2 separate regions of the Anas platyrhynchos genome follow, and region 2 is linked to region 1. Evidence: chromatin contacts called from public Hi-C data. All regions are on one chromosome and are shown on one strand. Each heading gives the region's core, a stretch centred on a gene start, on an enhancer-like site or on the middle of the called end of the contact. The rest is flanking DNA. Distances are from core to core; before and after follow the strand shown. Region 1 overlaps BICC1 (BicC family RNA binding protein 1). Region 2 holds the start of BICC1 (BicC family RNA binding protein 1).

The links. A called contact is a pair of places that touch in the nucleus more often than the background predicts.
Region 2: a Hi-C map of F5 follicle shows a contact between it and region 1, with 2.4 times the contacts expected there. The contact joins the promoter of BICC1 here to the enhancer-like site in region 1. A contact is called at or near these places in 2 of 8 Hi-C or Micro-C datasets (F1 follicle and F5 follicle).

What each region holds. Positions count from the first base shown.
Region 1 is chr6:11,042,759-11,050,213 of IASCAAS_PekinDuck_T2T, forward strand. The region is part of intron 3 of BICC1 (BicC family RNA binding protein 1); the gene reads right to left. Among named protein-coding and RNA genes, the nearest start is that of PHYHIPL, 43 kb to the left of the region's middle. Within about 2 kb of position 4,478, at least 5 of the 8 cell types and tissues checked have an H3K27ac peak or open chromatin away from gene starts, as enhancers often do. A contact at or near this core is called in F1 follicle and F5 follicle, where this site is marked.
Region 2 is chr6:11,108,126-11,115,132 of IASCAAS_PekinDuck_T2T, forward strand. BICC1 (BicC family RNA binding protein 1) reads right to left here and starts at 4,381. Exons shown (of 20, transcript XM_027463240.3): 1 at 3,950-4,381. The coding sequence starts at 4,151. LOC110353920 (a long non-coding RNA gene) reads left to right here and starts at 4,669. Exons shown (of 5, transcript XR_011810338.1): 1 at 4,669-5,349; 2 at 5,886-5,998.

The sequences.
Region 1 (7,455 bases), core at 3,228-5,727:
TCATGTCAATAGCTAAAATAGACTTGAAACAGGCTCAATCTATTCCCATGGAGAGCAGCATTAAGGCAAAAAGCATGCAGCAAATGCTCGTGATTAAGGGCATATGCAAATGAATTCAGTGGAGTGAGAAAGGAAATTTGTCATTTGGGCACTTCTTGCTGTTGGCTGATCAGTTTAGATAACTTCTCACACTTCCAGTGTATTCACTTACCTGCCAGTATCTAAACCACAGAAGAAATAAAGCTACTGATACACTGAGGGAAAACGCAGGGGTCATTGCCTGGTGCAGACTTCCCTGTACCCTCAGATGTATTGCTTAATGCCACAAGGTTGGGCTTCTTCTGGTTTAGTTTGGTTTCCGCCCCCTGTAGTTGAAGTCAGCCTGCAGCCTTGTCATATCTGAAAAAGATTTCAGCTGGCTAACTTGGGCATCATCAAAAGCCCAGCCAAAGCACCGCAAAACTCAACATGGGCTGCAAGCAATTAACAGTGTCTTCAGAGCAGACATATCCTGAGGCTCTGAGCATTCTGGGGGATCTATTTGTTGTGGAGGAACAGCTGATTATGAAATGTCCTTGTGAAGAGCTAGAACCAATGCCTATATCCATGCATGTGTTTGAAAAGCTTTTTCTTCTCAGATCTTTTTGACTCTTAACTTTCCCTCTTCCAAGCATTTAACTCCAAACCTTCTTTAGAATTTCTGTTCTACTTGGAGTATAACAAGGAAAGTGAACAAAAACTGAGTATTTGTGGCACTGCCACAACTTTTGCAGTTCAGTTGTGGTTGTTCAATCACCTGAAGAGCATTAGATATCAGAGCATTGCCTGTCAGTCAGTCCTGCACTATAACAACTGTATAATGGTGAAGTCTACTATCCCCACCTTACTTCCCTCCAGCATTTATAAAAATACATGGATACACATATACGCATGGGTGGGTCCACCTGACTGCAGATTCTTGAAGCAGGGGCTGGGTAAAGCAATGCTGACACAACACCCCCTCACTCCCCTCCAAACAATGGATTGAAGAAACACTGTGCAACTACTGGTAGAGGTGAGAGCATCTTGCTTATCAGACTCCATAATATGCATTATATATGGTAGTTTAAAAGAGAACTTTAAAAACTCCAGAAGCCTACTTCAAATAAAAGCTGTTTGATGTAACATTACAAATAAAAAGAAAAAACAAAGTCAGGTGCACTTCTGCATCAAATCATAGCTGAATCCTACATTCAGATCTCCTAGCAGCCTTGAAATGTCACCACAGAAAACCAGAAATTAAAGTTCAGAAAGCTTAGAATTAAATGACACTCAGCCAGAAATATCAGATAAGCTTAAAAAAGATTACCTGTACAATTTATTATATTTGGAGAAAACCTATTGATGACTGGATTCGGATCCAGTGACAGAGGAAATGAAGTTGAAAAGACTTCTCTTAAAGCACAAGCAAAGAGGCAAGACAAGGGAGAGGTAACAGAACATATGACAAATTGAACAGAAAAGTGACTGGATTTGAAGGGAGAAGGGGAAGGCCAAGGTGGAGAAGAAGACCTGAAAAGAAGAAATAAGAATGAATTAATTGTAGTCACCTGGAGAGTTCCATTTCAGACACACAATTTTCATCTCTGAGCACTTTTCTTAACATTAAATTCCTTATTCTACTTTTTATAGACATAATTTTTAGGGACATTCTGTAAATGCGTTCAGCCCACGCCATCAATACTGACACTTCTTGGACAGTTAGTTGATTTTCAGCCTTTCCCCTGAAAAGCTAGCTGAAGCAAGGCAGTTTCTCAGCAGGACACAAGTCTGTTATGCCTTATTTTTTCAGCATGGAACCGATGAATTCATGGCTCACTACTTAAATGTCTGTTGCCATTGTATCTCAAAGCACAAATGCAGAACCACAATGCATGGGAAAGAAAATAAGAAATAAAGGGAGGAAAAAAAAGGAATTAAAGTCATCTCAAACTTAATATTATGAAAGACACCACCATTATATTTTCACTGCACATATGGTCAAATTCAAGGTAACAATTCTGATGTATAAGCCTGGAAATCATTTTAGATTGTATACACACATACTCACAAAAAAGCCAGTAATGGTGGCCATGCTTTGCTAAATAGAAGGGAAAAAACATTGTAACACCTCACTTGTCAGCCTAAATGCTAGCCTCAGGCTCAACCTGCTTTGCAAATTCTCCCACACCCAAATCCAACTACATTTACTTTGCATCTTTATGCCTGCTGGTTACTGCTGCTCCTTTTAATGCCTTATGGCTCTAGCTGACTGCATTCCACTGTGTGCCGTGTGTCTTACACAACCATTGGGATACGGCATTACATTAATTTTGTGGTTGGAACAGGAGGATGCAGCCAGCCTTCCAGCAAAGAGTACTGCACTGGTTATATCTGTGTGAACAGGACAAACAGAACTTTCCTTCTGAGAATCTACATAAAATAAAAGTGTATCTGAAAGATGGAGTGAGCTGGTTCTTGACACTGCATGGGGCACTTGGTGACTGAAGCCAAAGATAGTTAAAGGTACCATGTTTGATTACTATTATAAATACTCTATCACTTCTGTTAGTATGATATTTCCACAGTGCAAAAAGCACAAGTCTCCCTTTCCTGGATTAAGTCATTTAAAGGTTCTTCTTTCATCTGTGTTTCTGAAGAACATGGTAGGGATCTTCCCACCCTCTCATTAATGAGAGCAATGCCAAGGCCAACACAGAAAAAACATTTGAACCATCTTCTTGAGAGCTAAGTAGCAGCAGCTACAAAAAGTACACGGAAATGATTCATATTTCAAGTTGCAGTAAGACACAGTCAGGTCATGCATTATGAGCGCATTGGCCTTCCAAAGAGTACCCCAGCCTCCCACCCCAACCCAAACACAGATCAACACACACCAGGGAGCACTCCAACAGCTGCCCAGTAGCAATCTGGAGTGCAATGAGCACAGTGACAAGATGCAGCATCCCACAGAGGAGCAGGGCACTCCAGTGGGGTCAGCAAACAGCCTCTGTGAGAGCAGGAAAACAGAGACGTGTGCTGATGAGCTAATGCTGGAGACAGTTTGTAAGCAACTTTTACTATGGGGGAGAAAAGTGACTGTGTTTTTAAAAAATGTCAATGGTTTATTGCTCATAAATCCTAGTGTGTGTTGTGCCAATATCACCTGCCCACACTGCATTGGTGCACAGAGCACACACAGCACAGAATAGCAGTAGCACAGTGCAGGGGATTCTTACATCCCTGACAACCTAAAGCTCCTGTCTAACAGTCCACTGTCTAATACTGATTTGATGTTTTAGTAGACTCATAAAAACAAACTGAAGTTCAAACAGAATATGTTCAGTGCCCAAATTTCACCTACTTGTCTACCAGATACAAACTACATTGCTTACAATCTATCTAGATGCTAAGGAAGAAACATCTCCTTAATCCTTTTACAAAATTGTAAGGTGGCAATCATTTTATTTCCAATGCATAAAGTTAAATTATTGCTACATATTACATTTTTAAATACTGGGTTCATAGCAAGCAAACAATACGCTTCTCACGCTGTTTCTCTGAGGGTAATTTTTCCAGGCTTTGCCTAACAAAATTACCTGAAGCAAATGTCAAGTCTTAGCTTTTAAATCAGCCAACCAGACCTGAGCTGTTCCAGTGAACTTGCTCTGCATCTCTTCTGTCCTTCTGTCTCCGGCATTAGCCCAATTGCAAAACTCACCTAAAAAATTAGTCTCCTGTTGAGCACCCATGCAATGTCAAATTCAGCAAAACTGCTCTTATCTCTGCTTGCCCCAAATCTGAGTTTAAATAATATGATGGGGTCACAGAGAAGACCAGTCAGTCTCTGGTTTACAAGTATACAGAATAGAGCACATTGCCAGGTACCTGCTAAAGGCAGGAAAAGCCTAAAAAAAATAAAATAAATCCAAGAACAACACATAAGCTAATGCCAATGTTAGCTGAAAAATTGTGACAAATCTGTATCCCTGAGTAATTTAATTACAATAACATGAGTTTGTATTACCACATTCCAGGGCTTAAAATTTTAGTTTTACTACAGTTACAGCCAAGCACTCTTACTGGACATTAAGGCCCTTGATAATTCCCTTCATAACACAACTGTGCTTGTATTTTGGCTCTGCCTTATCTCCCAAGTATAAGCAAGTTGCTGTTCTGCACCAGAACACACAACAAACCCCAAGCAAAACCAGGAAAGCCTAAAACCTTGTTAGCCTAAAACCTTGTTAGCCTAAAACATTGTTCCTGCTCTTCATACAGAAATAACCACAGTTCAAATAACTTTTCTATAGATTTACTTAAAGTTCCTGGGCTTCTTTTTTTTTTTTTTTTTAAATATATATATAAAAAAAAAGGACACATTCCCACCTGCTGCCTCGCTCACTGCTTAGAGATTGTTTTCATAGATCATAAACGTGACCAGAAAGTACTGTATGTTTCTCTGAGCCAATGCTAGTTCATGATTTCACATTTTTGTGTAGAAGCAGTATAAGATACAGGATAAGCACTGAGCGTGGAAGACCCAACAATTTCACCACAAACAAGATAAAAGACGCCAGCAAATGTGATTTTCTTTGAAAGGTTTCTCAGTTGTCACCTACACTGCACACAAAGCAGGGAGCATTAATTGATCTGTCTGCTTTCTGAAGTGGCAGCAAGCTGGAGGCTTGTATAAATAGCTCCAGTAAATGAACTATCTGCTGCCAGCTGCTGGCTCAAGGGATGCTGTGGATTTGTACGTGTCAAACTCCTCTGATCGAAGAGAATTGACATGAACTCCCATGGCCATGTTTTGCATGGCCTGGGACAGTCTCTTCTGTTCATTTATTTATTGCAAAACAGGGAGGAGTCATTTATGCCTGGGTCAGCTCCTCCAGAAACAAAAGAAATAAACGAACTTGTGATCTAAACACAACTGCTCTTTAATTTTTAAAGTACACAATTACAGGGTTTGAGGATTTTTCTTCAAAATATGAGAAACAGTTTGCACTGACAGTTTCTCATTTATGGAGAAAGTTAACAAAAAGCAGATGCAGCTCATAACACAGAGCCTGCAATACATGCTGTAATTAATCTGGCATTCCAAACAATAAACACAGTGTCAGCAAGAGACTTGCTTTAAATCTTTAAGTCAATTATGGACTGATAGCCTTAGCAACACATTCAGGAAAATATTTACCCATTTAGAAAGCTGTGTTAAGAGGAGCCACAGTTAAACTGCTGTTCAGCAGGTAGCCTATCGGTTAATTTGAAGCTTGGCAGGCAGTGAGTATGTAAGGTGAGTACTTGGAGAGCTATTGAAACCACTAAGATCCTTTCCCTCAATTTACTCACAAGCCAAACATCATAAAGACAGAAAAGAGCAGAACTTATCCAGCTTCTTCTCAGCCTGATGACAGCAACCACCCATGGAAGAGGGAGTGGATATTTAGTGTGCATGCATGCAAGTGTCAGATGACAAAATACACAGATATCGTTACTCCTACCAAATTCTGAAGAGAAAGTAGTGAACTATAAGAAATTTGGGTCTTCAGGTACAGAACAGGTGGTGGCAGCAGCTGTTTTATCTGAGATCTTGAGAAATTCAATCTTTTTTCTCCACTTTCTGCATTTCCCATTTAAAGTGAAAGCCTTCCAGCCTTGGTTTTCCACTAATTGTTTGTCTACAGCAGGAAAAAAAAAATAAAACCCCTTTCTAGCATCCCCTACAAATCTGTCCAGTCAATTCAAGCTAGGAAAACACAGAGCAACAGCTGTGGACAAACAACATAAAACAGCTGAAAATCGTCCCCACAGTTTAGCTGTCTAAATATTTGTGGGAGAAGATAAGTTTTCCATTCAATGCAGAAAAGTCAAAGTCAAAATTCCAGCTCTCAAGTATAGTCAAATTCAAAAGAGTAAACACTGAGAATTCAACCAATAATGAAGTTATGCCATATTCAAGAAGCTGCTTTCTAATTGTTTTACTCTAACAAAATTCAGCCAAAGTTGTTTTTGTTTACTGCTACCACTGGGCATAGGAGTCAGTCATCTGCAAGCACTGGACAAGTCAACCAAGCCAAAGATGCTACTTGAGAGAAGCTCAAAACTATGATCTAGCACCAGCGTGCTGCCTTGGTTGGGTTGCAATTCCTGAATGCCAATATTTTAATTACATCCTTATGTACTCTGATGTCCAGGTAGACCTCTACCCTCCTGCTAAAAAAAAAAAAAAAAAATGAAGAAGGTCAGAGAGCAATGAGAATGAGCCCAATGCAACAGCAGGAGAAGAAGATTTGAAACTTCAAAACCCTTTCAAAATGAAACGCCTCAGTGACAAAACACAAAATTCAGCATCTCCCAGAAATCCCAGTTAATTCATTCAGCTCTGCAGTCCCACCTTCCTTAGGTGAGGCACAGATCTCCAAACTTGTGCTCTGCACCTGATCTTTCCTGTACCTCCAAAGGCCACAAAAGGCCAAGGGAGGCACTGCTGAACTTGGAGATGGCCTTGATTGGACAAACACAGCAAGTCTGGCTACCCCTACACCCACAGCCAGGACAGCAGAGCATTTACAGCTCAGCTACAAGCATTGAGGCACTGTCAATGGCAACACAGTAGTTGTGACACTGAGGTAGCAACCATACTTGGCTGGGGGTGCGAAATAAAACATGAAGGAGACTAATAAATGCTAAAATAGCATGGAAAATCCCCCCTGCAAGGAACACTCTCTCCAGCCCCAGCTCAGTGCTCGCTCCTTTTCTCTGCCAGCAGGTGAGAGCAAACCAGCAGAGGACACCGCTTTCAGATACACATTCAGGAATCTAAATTTAAGTACTCAAACACAACTTAGCAAGCATTCATTTTGAGCTGACTGTGGTTCAAGTTGAACTAACACTGCAGAAGAGGAAAGAGCAAAAATTACGCCAAAATACCTGTCTGTTAGCTTTTCCTCTGTAAAATCCAAGAGAAATCTCTTCTACGACAGAAGTGTTTGCTTCTGATCCTGTACTAAGCAGATGCTGATAACAAGTGACCTCTCCTATTCCTGCATAACATCTACTATTACTTTTTAAAATATACACAAGAATATTTTTTAAACTCTTCCTACTTCTTATTTTCAAAGTATGTACTCTGCTTTTGAATGTCTATAGTGTTCTGTTGTCTTGATGCCATTGACACATCTTGATAAATGTATCCTATTCCATCAATTAAGCGTCACTGAAAACACTGACCAGCACAGGGCAGCATGTCAGAAAATTTAACGGAAGGGAAGGTGCTATGGATCGATCACTTCCAGGATAGGAAGTCACCTGATCTCCCTGAGTTTCAGGCAAATTTCTTGGAAGCAGAGAAGAGAATAACATACACTGCATCTAAACATTTTTGATTTGTAGTTTTGTCCTAGGAAGTGTACATATTTTGGAAGTTTGGAT
Region 2 (7,007 bases), core at 3,131-5,630, 65 kb after region 1:
GGAGCAAGAAGAGTCATGTATCTATATTCATTTACATAAGGTAGATGCCTATAAATGTTGACCTACTCCACTTAACAGAACTAACCAGCACTAAATCAGCACAGGACAGGATTCCTGCTGGGTACCAACACAACCTTCTCTGGAAGACGTCCAACAGCTGATGGAACATTTGTGGCATTGGGTACCCAAAGTTCTCTAAGCATCTAGTTCTGTGCTTTTCTTCGGGTGCTCATTTATCAATAACTGAGAAGAACACAATTACCTCATTAAAAGAGTCTCTAGGTCCCCAAACTAAATGTAGCCAGAGTCTCCAACATGAAAGATGTGTTTAAAAAAAGCAGAATTCTGAGAGGCACGCACACTTGGTCTTGTTTTAAGACAAGACACGTGTAATATGGCATCTTCATCACTGCTACAGTTAGACTTCTCTTTAAAAAAAATGTGATTTTTTTTCTTTGCCAAATATTGTGTGAAAGAGCATTATAAAATCAAAGTATTTAAGCATGCACTGTACATACATCCCATCAAAACTCCCTATGTCTGTTACAGGATGTCATAGCAAAAAGAATTTTTTTTTTTATTAATAGAATACTGGCACAATACTTTGTAGCCAAGAAGATGCCACGCAGAAGAAGGTGTTGCCTTTTTTACCCCCCTCGCCTTTTCAACAGTGCATGGCAAGCTTGTGAGTCTTTTGATGGCTGCTGCATTAGTTGCTAGATTGTACCTCTTTTGACAGGTTTTCCAAATTTCATGGTTTTCATTTTTTTGTAACAATACTCAGCTGCTACAGTCACTCAAATGAAGTAAATTATTCCGCAGTATTATGTCACCTGAGTGTTCACCAGAAGGTAGTGCACAGCAGCTACAATTAATAAGGGTACGAAATATTTTCTTCTAGTAAGCTGTGACTACTGAGAAGAATAGTTGATTTTTTTTTTAACCAATTTGATTCCTGAAAAAAAAAAAAAAAAAAAAAGGAGGAGTTACTCTATTCTAAGAGAGATCTGTTCACCAACAAACCCGGATGAGGACACGCGCTATAAGATATTAGGCACCCCACTGTGAAGACTCGGACTTCAGGGCCATTATTCCCCTCACCTGTGATCAAGTACTGTAACAGTAATACAAGATAGCTTGACTTTTTTTTTTTTTGATATAAAGAAAATCTTACATTCAAAGTTCTCACCACAGCTTTCGCCTTTTCTGATATACCCAACAAAATTTCAGAGGCTCCCTCTGCCTTTCATTTAATATATGTATCTTAAGGCTATTCAGAATCCAACTTTAAAACCCCAAAAATACTAAGCCAACTATATTGAAGTGGGAAAAAAGTACAAGCAGCGCCCCCACTTTTATCAATGCTTTCTGCCACCTCAGTTCAGACTTGGTTTCTGCTTCAAAAGTGGTTGGTAGCAGAAGGGCCACATCAGTACTTTTTCTAAAAAGAGCTGCATTTGCCATGTCACTGCACTTGCTCCATCTGTGGACTGTGTGTACCGCATTACAGCACCCAAGTCCCAGTCCCACCCATGAGCTAGATAAAACGTCTGCTACGCCAGGTGAGCTTTGCAGAAGCCTGCATTGTCCCTTGAGAAACTATGCATAAAATATCAAGTGCAGAAAAGATGAGTAAGAATCATGGCAGAAATAGGTATAAAATTTAGTAAGGCAATAATAGAATTCAATATACAGCAGAACCACAAAGCCTAGGAGCAAGCTTCTTCAATTTCTTTCTACTGTTGATCCCTTTGTATATTTCTTCATTAATATAGTGAACAGCAGATAGTAACTAGCAAAAAAAAAAAAAAAGAAAATGACCAAGGGTTCCCTGAGCAAGTAGGACATTTCCTGACAGATTTCTTCAATAGATGCTGTTTAAAACTTGGCTTTAGTGACAACTTAACTCAGGATGTTGTATTTGCACATTCATATAACATAAAAGCTACTGTGAACACCTGAACAAGCCATATATTTTAAGATAGTTTAAGAAGTAACTTTCATAAGCATAAACCTGTTCTCTAAGAGCTGGTTAAAACAGAAGAGTAGACTTTAACAATCCAATATGAGCAAGAAGCTATATTTACACCAGCTCAGATTTAAAAAAGTAAATAATTGGTTAACTGTTGGTAATCAGAAATCTGGCCATCACCACTTAAGACCACAAAGATGACTCCCTTCTGCAGTGTCATTTCTTCACATCGAGACCTTCCAGTGATAAATACAGAACGAGAAACATTAGGAAACATGACCCTATGAGTTGTCCAATGAAAGTTCCTCAACTTTTGAAGATCGCATACAGATTCTCTTCCACCATTCCTTTCCTCCTAGGGGTGAGTCAAAGTCTATGCTTCCAAAAGACGGCTACAAAAAAAAAAAAAAGCGCAAAAAAAGAAATCAACTTTGGCTTGTAATCAGTAACATGACTGACTTGCAACCTCTGGGTGCCATTTACAGACCTGGCTTCACAACGTCCCGTGTGACACACTGGCAACCTTGCTCAGTACTTCATGTATTCCTCCACAAAAAAAGAAGTAAAACCTACCTCGTAAGGAAATCAAGACATAAGGTAAAAAAAACATGTATAGTAGCAAGAGAAAGACTGAAAGCAAATGTTTAACAGACAGTTCAGCTTTTTCTGACAGAACAAACTATTCTTTGCCTCCTTTATATTTCCTAATACATCTGTTTTTTTTTGCATTACCAATAAGCCAGAAAGGTTAGGTTTTCACACTAAATCAATGAATCAGATGATACTGCATTCAACACGTGCTTTCCTTCACACACAAAAAAGCAAAGAGATGCAACAAAACCACCTTCTGAAGCGTGTATGTCTGAGATGGACACAGAGCATATCCCCCAAAGACATGCAGCATTCAGCCCGCACTTACTCAGCGTGCTGTCAGACTTACTCACCTCTTACGAGGAGATGAAAAACAAACAAAAACAGGAGCAAGCAAGGAGTGCCCCATTTGCCACGGGCTCCTACTGGACGCCCCCACCTACACCGGCTGTGGGTTCTCCTCAGGAGCCCTGCTTGCCCTGCTTACCCTCACACGCTGCCTCTGGCAGCAGAAAGACAGGCTGTGTGCGGGATGAGAAAATGGAAATTTATTTCACTAGTAGAGGAAAATGTTAAGGCAACCGTCAGTCTTCTCACAGCACTTTGTAACTTTGGAGCCTTTTCCCTGCCTCTCCATACACACAAGCACTTTTCCTTCTCAATACCCATGCGCCTCACAGTCTGAGAGGCTCCTGATGAGCGCATCCTCATAAGCGGCTCCTGCTTATGACTGGATTTTCTCAGAAGTCCTCACTCTTTACTTGCATTACATAACGAGGTTTCTCTACCAGTTCCTCATGTTAGCTGATTACAGATTAACCCGCCCCCAGGAGACAGAATCTCATTTCAAGAGATTCCAGCGGCCGCAGCCACCTCGCCCCTCGGGGCGCTCGGGCAGCCCTCCCTCCCTGGCAGGGCAGAGCCAGGTACTCACAGCTCCCAGCCGCCCAAAGAAGCCCCCTCCACGTGAGAGATCGCGACATGTTTCTCAGGGTTTGGCTCTGCTTTGACACTCCCCGCAGCGCCGAGGTACCACAGCTCGCCCCTGCCGCCCGCAGGCTGACCCGCTCGGCGCCGTCCCCACGCTGCTCGCCCGAAGCGGCCCGCGCAGTCCTCCCCGGGGGCAGACGCTTCAGGAATGACCGCGGCAAAGCACACGGCCTCGAGAAGGGGGGAAAGAAAAGTCAAGCGCGCTGCAAACCCGAGCGCCGCCGGCCCCGCGGCCAGGGGATGCTCCCCGGCACGGCGGCCTCCTGGGGCCGTTCCTAGAGAGCGGCCAGCCCGCAGCACCCCGCCGGGGCCGGCAGCGGCCGCCCGGCTGCACTGGGCTCCGGGGGCAGCTCGCCCCGCGGCCCCGCGCCCCCCGTTGCCTCTCCCCGCCCTCACCTTGGAGCATGGCCTCCAGTTTCTTCCTGTCCACCCGGAATCGCTCCTCGCCCCACTCCGGGCTGTGCAGGGGCCGCGGCGGGCCGGCCGAGTCCTCCTCGGAGCCGGGCACGGGCGAGTCGGTGCTGCGCTCGCTGTTGGAGCCCGGGTCGGAGAGCGGCTGCTGCAGGTACCCGCTCAGCGGGTCGCACTGCGCCGCCATGGCGCTGCCGGGCGACCCCCGCCGCCGCTCCGAGCCCCACTCGGCCGCCTCCCCGCGGGACGCTATCTGCCCCCACAGCCGCCCCCCCGCCTCATCCCAGCCGCCGCCGCCTGCCAGAGTCCCGGCCCCGGCGCCGCCGCCCGCGCCCGCCTCTGCCTCCGGCTCCCCGCCGAGTGTGCGCGGCCCCGGGCCGGCGGCGTCCGCGGCTCGGCGGCGCCCCCAGCCCGCCCGCAGCCCGCACAGCATCCCCGCCTCCATGGGGCCGCCGCCGGCCCGCCGGGGAGGGGCCGGGGATATCCCCGGCCGCGGCCCGGGAGGAGGGGGCGGAGGGGAGGGCCGGGCCGCGAGGGGAGATGCCGCCCCCGAGCGCCGCGCAGGCGGTGGTGGCGGCGGCCCGGCGGGAGCGGGGCCGGTCGCGGTCCCCGTGGCGGGCCCGGGCCGCCTGTGAGGGGCTCCGGGCCATCCGCCGCCGCCCTGCCCGCCCCGAGGCCGCCCCCCGGCCGTGAGGTGAGCGGCCCCTGGGCGGAGGGGCCGCGCTGCCCGCCCTCGGGGTGCTGGGGGAAGGAAAGGGCGCCCTGGGGTCGCCATCCTGAAAATTAGCCCTGATTAACATCCCCCACACACGCACACACACAAAGCCGCCACGTCTGTGTGTGCAGCGGGCACAAACACACCTTTGTTTCGTTTGAAGCGGCGTGTTTTGGTCAGCGTGTGTTGGAAATGGCACCCGTCCTGCAGGGCTGCCACATCTCCACGCGGTGACAGCTTTCGCCTTCGTGGCTTTTCGGTACTGAGGCTCACAAAGAGAAATTACCTCACGTTTTGGCATCCTCTGAGGAAAAATGTTACAAATCCCTGACCTTGGGGCATAATTGTGTTAACCTACCCGCAGGAGTCCCAGGGCTGGCCTAACGGTGGACTTGTCATGAAGCGTTAGTTTTTACCACAGGGTAGTTCGCATCACTGAACAAACAGCTGAAGCCCCAAAGCACGTATTGGTGTAAAGGAAGCATCCACAGAAGACCTGGCACTGGTTGTGATGCCAAATGGCTCCTGGTGGCCAAAGTGTGCTGCTGAACGCATACCAGAAAGCACTGGAAAAATTTCAGCGGACTCAGGTGATGGTTACTCACCTCAGAGTTAACGTCAGCCTGAAGGACAATACCAAAATTCCTCAGGAGCTTTGCTGATGCTCCAGGTAGATGGGAGCCACTCTACGTCTTGTTGTAAGATGCAGTTATTTTTACAGAGGTTTGCATTTTGGCTCACTGAGTCATTTGCACATTTCCCACTTAACACCATGATTGTGATTTCTACACCACCTATGGTTTCATTTTTACTGAACGTTACATGCACACGGGGAGGCAGTCTTACTGGAAACCCCGAGTATTCAGCTGTAGCATTTAATTCTCTTGGAGGTCTCACACCCTCTGGGAATCCTAGCCAGTGGCTTGCAGGCAGCATACTTCTCACAAGATCCTCTGGTACTTCTCATGACCATGGGAATTAAAACAGCCAAAGCCAACAACAATAGCACAAAACATTAATATAGGTCTTTAAAATAACGTGATCTCTATTTCTCTTCATAATAGTTCGCTTGTAGCACGATGATACTTAAGGTGTGGTAGGCAGTCTGAGGGAAGACTGAAAGTGGGACAGTGCTTTTCTTCCCAGTTCAGAAGTTTAGTTATCAATCAACCCCCCTCCTCCTTTTTTTTTTTTTTTTTTTTTCAGATGGGAAAGTGAAGATGGTCCATATCAAACCAGGTTGATGTCCAGAGAATTCTGCTGCTTTGCTCCTAGATCAGCATCAGCTGGACTTGTCTGTCTTCTAGATGCCAGGACCTGTGAGTTATACAATCCAAATGTTCGGAAGTTATGAGTGTCAACAAGGCCAATTACAATCCACAGCTGCTACAGGTGCTTAGCACCTCCAAGCAGAACAATTATCTGGGTATTTTCCACTCATAAACTAGTTAGATTTACAGTCAGAGATTCTCAGTGTAGGAGGTCCCTTTCCTTGCATTTTATCAATTCCTACAATACAGCCACAGAAACCTTCTTTCTCCTAAATTAGCTATGGTCAAACTCAGCAGTATTTTTTCAGCAACAATGTAAACAATATAATAAATCAAAGATCTCTTGAAAAATAATGATGTACACAGTTCAGTTTTTATTAATTAGAAATAACCCTTTCATGGAGCGGTTTTAGACCAAAAATGAAATTAAGCCTATCTAAATCCATATAAATGTCCAAAAAAGAAACAGTTTTAGTGATTAGGAGTTTTTATTGGTGGTATATGTTCAATAGAGTATCATTTGTATTGCATAAATGGCATTTTATTTCTCTACTATATTGCAGTGGAAGAATAAAACGTTTGTTGCACAGAAGTCTTAAACTAAGTAGAAACCACATTTTAATGGCTAAAATAATATTAAATGTGGACACAATTGGGGAAAATGGGAGGAAGTTGGCAGATAAAAGATCAAATGGCTATAAGGAACATAAGCTGGAGTTGACTTTGGCATATGTAACTTCTTTTGGCCATTTTTCTGTGGCCAGTGGCTTGATCAAAGAAAAGAATAACAGGATCTTTCTCATTTTGGCATACCAGGTCTATTTTGCTACGTTCTCTCCCTCTTTTTTCATCCTGTTCTCTTTTCCTCACCTCACACACATGTAATATTTGCAAAACTCAGAAAAAGCCTAACTGAACAGAAAAGTGTTTTTTTCTCACACTCAAACGGTATGTAAAGTCTCTTGGATAGTATCCATCTGTGCAGAACAGCTTCTGTGAGTTTAAAAACATGAACCAGTTTATCTATTCTAATCAATCACATCTCTTTGGGACTGCA